Regions from separate parts of the Ovis aries genome. Here region 2 is linked to region 1. Evidence: chromatin contacts called from public Hi-C data. All regions are on one chromosome and are shown on one strand. The core of a region is the stretch at or near the end of the contact, and the rest is flanking DNA. Distances in the headings are between cores, read along the strand shown.

What was found. Hi-C and Micro-C count contacts between places; a contact is called where the count stands out from the background.
Region 2: a contact with region 1 is called in a Hi-C map of liver, with 5 times the contacts expected there. The contact joins two enhancer-like sites. A contact is called at or near these places in 15 of 16 Hi-C or Micro-C datasets (blood, hypothalamus, liver and 7 more).

Annotation. Positions count from the first base shown.
Region 1 is chr3:213,282,114-213,285,080 of ARS-UI_Ramb_v3.0, forward strand. All of the region lies in intron 1 of NINJ2 (ninjurin 2), which reads right to left. LOC121819225 (a long non-coding RNA gene) reads left to right here. Exons shown (of 4, transcript XR_009600028.1): 1 at 1-1,886. Among named protein-coding and RNA genes, the nearest start is that of NINJ2, 63 kb to the right of the region's middle. Within about 2 kb of position 1,623, at least 14 of the 54 cell types and tissues checked have an H3K27ac peak or open chromatin away from gene starts, as enhancers often do.
Region 2 is chr3:213,460,629-213,463,516 of ARS-UI_Ramb_v3.0, forward strand. All of the region lies in intron 1 of WNK1 (WNK lysine deficient protein kinase 1), which reads left to right. Among named protein-coding and RNA genes, the nearest start is that of TRNAC-ACA, 43 kb to the left of the region's middle. Within about 2 kb of position 1,398, at least 6 of the 54 cell types and tissues checked have an H3K27ac peak or open chromatin away from gene starts, as enhancers often do.

The DNA.
Region 1 (2,967 bases), core at 373-2,872:
CGCAATGAGAAGCCCGCTCACCGCAACGGAGTAGCCCCCTGCTCAATGCAACTGGAGACCCAGCACAATCAAAAGTAAATACACTGGGGCTTCCTGGTGGCTCAGAGGTTAAAGCGTCTGCCTGGAATGCTTGGAGACCTGGGTTTGATCCCTGGGTAGGGAAGATCCCCTGGAGAAGGAAATGGCAACCCACTCCAGTACTCTTGCCGGGAGAATCCCATGGAGGGAGGAGCCTGGTAGGCTACAGTCCATGGGGTCGCAATTTAGAAAAAGAAATATGGACCTCAGGAGGTCAATAATTAATATAAAGCAGAATTCTGTCTCACCTGGGACCCAGCTTCTCCGTGTGTAAAATGAGAATAATAGGCCCTGGTTAGCTCAGAGGCCTGTTGCAAAGATCAATGAGATAATGTGGGTGAATGTGCTTTGAAGACTGAAGTCTTAGAGCAAGGAGATGAGAGGGAAGTCCCTCCCACACAGGCCCACACTCCCACCTGTGGGCGGAGAGGCAACTGAGTGCTGGGTTCTGACTTGGCCTGGCCCCGCCCACACTTCAAGATTCCCCTTTGTCATCTCAGCAGCCCCTCACACCCATCTTTGAAATGGTTCCGCACCCAAGGGGGGCTTCCCAGGTGGCACTAGGGGTGAAGAACCCACCTGCCAATGCAAGAGATGTAAGAGACGTGGGTTCGAGCCCTCGGTCGGGAAGATCCCTTGGAGGAGGGCATGGCAACCCACTCCAGTATCCTTGCTAAAGCCCATGGACAGAGGAGCCTGGGGGCCTACAGTCCATGAGGTTGCTAGGGTCGCTAAGAGTCAGAACACTAAATGCTCACACACGCCCATCCCATTGGAAACCTTTCTCTTCACCTGACGGGAGCCTCTTTCAGGGAGGGAGCTTCTCAGACAAGCCCACCTACCCTGGGTTCCCTGCTGTGCAGACCCGACTCCCCCACCCCCACCCCCTGCCTGGCTGGCTCCCACCTCCCTCTCCAGCCTGTGTCCTGTTTCCCCTCCCTCCCGGGAGGGGCTGAGACTCACCCTCCCTCCCGGGCCACACCACATGACTCACCGTGCCTGAACACACCCCACCCTTCCGCCAGCTCCAGTCCCTCCAGGGCTGAAGGCCTTTCTTCCCCGTGGACCCCCACCCCCAGGTCAGCCCTCCCCTCTTAGACCCTCCTCTCCAGGAGGCCCCTCCAGTGCCTGTTTCCTAGGGGGATTGCATCTTCCATGTTCCTGGGTCCCCACGGTGCCCGGTTCAGTGGCTTGCCCACATTAAAGGCACCAGAAAATGATGACAGCATTGAATTTTTTTATATGAAGGATTTACTTCAAGGAGTTTTTCCAGAAAAGGCAAAAAGAGGGATCTCTGAGGGTGGGGTTGCAGACCCAAGAACTGCTGGGTGAGGGGCGTGGTGCTTGGACAGTGAATATCAAACTGAAGCCCCTGGCCCAGGGGTAGCCCTTTCTCCCGGCCTCAGGGAACAATGACTCAGGCTGGCCGCTGCCACTGGTCTTCAGGCCAAAGCCCGCAAAGGCCCGGAGCCCCGAGGCCTGTGTCTGGGGCCGGCACTCAGCCTGCAGCCTTGCTGTGCCAAGCGCAATGGGTCTCGCCCTTAAAAGTCAACAGTCTCTAATCCACCGCGGGTGGGGTGTCCGCGGGCTGTTCCCGTAATAACACCCAACTGGTCCAGAAGTCTCCTCTCAGGCGGGGGGCGCAGCCTTGCGAGGCGCCAGCGCTCCCCCAGGTGCCCGCGGGCCTTGCCGCCGGCACTTCGACTCCGCTCGGAGACCGCCGGGGGAGGGTGTGCAGCGCCTCCTCGTCCGCCAGGGGGCGGCAGCGCACCGCGCGGCTGGGCCGGAGGGCCGCTGATCCCGCTGAGGTGAGGTGACTTTCTGACAAAAGGCGGGTGAGAGGGACTTCCTAGCGCTTCAGTGGGTACGGCTCGGAGTTCCCAATGCAGGGGGCCTGAGTTCGATCCTTGGCCGGGGGGGATAGATCTCACGTGCTGCAACTCAGACCCAGTGCAGCCAAATTACTCCCCCACCCCCCAAACCCCAACCGCCACCAAGGTTCTGTGTGGATTTGCCACACAGAAACTGCCGAAGAAATGGAGCAGGGGTTATTTCCCAATAAGCATGTGGCCTGGGGGCTTCGAGACCCACCTGGCACTTTGCTCCTGGCTTTGGGGTTCTTGGCAGCATTCCCCAAGCACTCCTGACCCACCTCTGCTCGTGGTAACCCCGCCCCATCCTTCCAGGACCAACACGCTGGCCAGAATTTAAACAATGATAACTGAATACTGAGAATACCGTATACCAGGCTGACCCCCATGAAGTGGATTTTTTCTCTTTTTTTTTGGCCACACCAAGCGACTTGCAAGATCTTAGTTCCCTGACCAGGGATTGGATTTGGGCCCTTGGCAATGAAAGCCCGGAATCTTAATCACTGGGCTGCCAGGGAATTCTTGTGAAGTGGGAATTAACAGTTCCATTTTACACGTAAAGATATTGAGGCTCAGAGATTAGCTGCGCAAAGTCACCAGATAATAAGGGACAGTCCTAGCGCCAGAACCCTACACCTGAATTCTCTTTTCTGTTACACACCTGTGGTTCTCAAATTGTGGTCCCTGAAACAGCAGCACCTGGGCACTTGTTGGAAACGCAGATTCTCAGACACCACCCTAGACCTTCTGAGTCAGAGACGCAGGCTGGAACCCAGCCATCTGTGTTTTCACAAGCCTCCAGGGGATTCCGACGCAGCTAGTGTGAGCGCCGTCCATCGACTCCGCGCTACCACACTGAAGCTGGCGCTTCACATGCCTGCCACCGTCTAAGCTCTGTGCTAGACCCTTCCTTCAGTCAGCTGTCCCTGAATTCCTTTAACAACACCCATTGTACAGACGAGATGGGTGAGGCTCAGAACAGTTCGGTGCTTTTGCCCTGGGATCACCCAGCTGTTGA
Region 2 (2,888 bases), core at 148-2,647, 180 kb after region 1:
TCAGTGGTCCCTAGTTAATAACAAATATCAACATGGCTCTTCTGAGAAGAAAAATGTTCTAGGAGCTATATAAAAATTAAGATATGTTTGTCTAGTTTAGTGAATGGAACATGAGCTGTGAATCAAATCTTCATTTAATTTGTGCTTCTGTGAATTTGAGGAAGACTAAATTTCTGTATCTCATGGGTTTTCTGAGAATGGGAACAGAAGTACAACCACCAGTTAGTGCAAATAGCAAACACTTGACAAATATTAATTAAAAAGCCCCAGGTGTTCTTATGGTCTGTGTGCTTGTGTTAGTTTTGATCTCTTTTACATTGTTTTACAAATTCTTGTGGGTGCTAAAATAGTATAGTTCTCTGAGATATGAAATTGTCCTAGATTAAGAAGTCCTAGAGCAAGTTAACAGATTATTGAAAGAAACACCAAATTACTTGGTTGGACTTTTTCTCTACTTAGTTGGTAATCTATATTCATAGTTTTTTTTAATCTATATTAATATTTGGGTGTGGTGAGTGTTACATTGCTGCCCATGAGCTTTTCTCTAGCTGCAGCAAGTGGGGGCTACTTTATGGCGTGTGGGCTTTTCATTGTGGTGGCCTCTCTTGTTGCAGAGCACAGGCTCTAGGGCCTGAGGGCTTTAGTAGTTACTAGGTGCTGGCTCAGTGGTTGCTGCAGGTGCTCTCAGTAATTGTGGCTTACGGGCTTAGTTGCTCCTCGGGATGTAGAAATCTTCCTGAACCAGGAATCAAACCAATGTCCCCTGCATTCCAAGTTAACCTCTAGACCACCAGGGAAGTCCTGTGCTCATATTTCTAATGTTAAAGACTTAAAGCAAGATTCCCTTAAAATAAGTCATCAGTAGCTTTCAGGGAGGATAAAAATCTATAATAGACACATAAAATAGTCTCCATTTACAGTATAGATGACTTTGAGGCAAAATTAGATAAAAATTGCATTCAGAGTATTTATTCTGTAGAAGAAAATTGGTTGTAGATTTTTGTTGAGTAAGACGTCCCTGTTTTGTTACTAGCGTGCCCCCCCCTTTATATTTTCCTATAAATGAGTAGTTGGCAGACTTTTTACAATAGCTTTTAACAAATCCTTTAAAAAATCAAAATGATGGCAGCCTTGACCTTTGCAGATGGGTCGTAGTGTTTGAGTTGTGTTTTACTGAGTCTCAGAGGCCCAAATTTAATCCTTACCTTTCTTTTTTAAGTCATAAGAATTTTTTTTATTCCTGAGGAAATGCTAACTACTTGTGAAGAATGTACACACACTTTATTTTTTGGAAAGCACATTCATGAATTCACTTAACACATGGCAGTTGAACAATGCTAGATTGTCAGATGCTAAAGATAGAACACTGAAAAGGCATTTTGTCACTGCTTTTAGAAAAAGCCTCACTGTAATATTACTTGTGACTAAGAGCTCTGAAAGAGGCATATAGATGGTTCATGTCACTGTACAGCTAGGCGGAAGGGGATGATTTAACCTAGAGTAGGGGGCAGTCAACAGTGCTATCCCTGTGTGAATGACTGGACTTTAACCGGGCATAAAAGCTCCATGGAAGGGCATCCTGTATAGAAGGAAGCATGTGTGAGGGACCTGAATGGGAAGAAGCTGCCATGCTTGAGAAGGGAAACCTGAGAGTGACAAGAAAAAGGCTCTAAGAGTGGGCAAGGATTGTATCATGTAGGGCATTGTAGGTTGTAGGGGTTTTCCACCTTTATCCTAAAGGCTGCAGAAAGCTATTAGAGAGTTTTAAACAGGATTATGACATACGGTACTTCACCGAGTCTAAGATTCCAATTGTATGATGTACTCTAATTTCAGAGATGTTAAAAATGTGGAAAATGACATTTCTAAGAATCAATGAAGTGGTCATACCATAGAATTGATTAAATTGATGTTAAAATATTCTGACTGTATTTGGATAGAGTGGAATACACATTGTACAGGGGTAATAAGATTAGATGTGTGGAAACAGCTAGTAGGTTTACTGCAGAAATCCAGAGGGAGATCGTGACAGCTTGAATGAAATAGGATGGTGGCAGTAGAGAAAGACATGAATAAATTACTTTGGTTTGAGTTTTCTGGAGAAAAGGTTTACAAGTCTTGTATACATTAAAATACTCGTGGATATCATAAAAACAATCTTTAAGTAGATTTTAAATCAAAATTTAAGTAACAATGTAGAGTGCTTATGCCACAGTCTTGGTTAACCTCTAGTGACAAGTTTCTGGCTATACCAGTTGAGAGAAAACATTTTGTTTACTACTAAGTACTGTAAACTACCTTATCCTGTACAATGTAAATTCCAAGTTTCAGCTGCAGTGGTCTACTATAAGTGATGCACTTTCCAGAGGCTCTAAACTCTGGTTGAATAAACACATTTAAGTTAGTTTATATCTCGTAGCTCAAGGTTATTAAAGTTCTGAGCCTCCTTGCCTCCAGTCTATATCCTGCATTTCCAAGTTTACCTTTAGCACTTTCTACAGACTCTTGCGTTCTTAAGCAATTCAGGTATTCTAACACTAGAGCTCCATGCCCATGATCTCAGTGCTTAGGGTAGCCTGCTATGGTGAGGACAACACTAGCTTGTGCACACAGAATTGGGTCTTATAGCGAGTACTTGCTCTCCAAGTACTCTTTTCATAAATACAAATAAAAGTATTTTCTCTTTTTAATATCTAATGAAGTTAATGCCTCTGCCTCTTACATTGGAAGGTCTAGACTAGCAGGAAACTTGTCTCTTAGGTTTGTCGTATCCTATTGCCTGACATGGGGTACTCAAGTATTTAAAATTTAATCAACCATTTATGAGGAGATATAATAATCGCTAAAACTGAAATGAATGTTGCATGTCTCAGAAAATAAGAGTACTT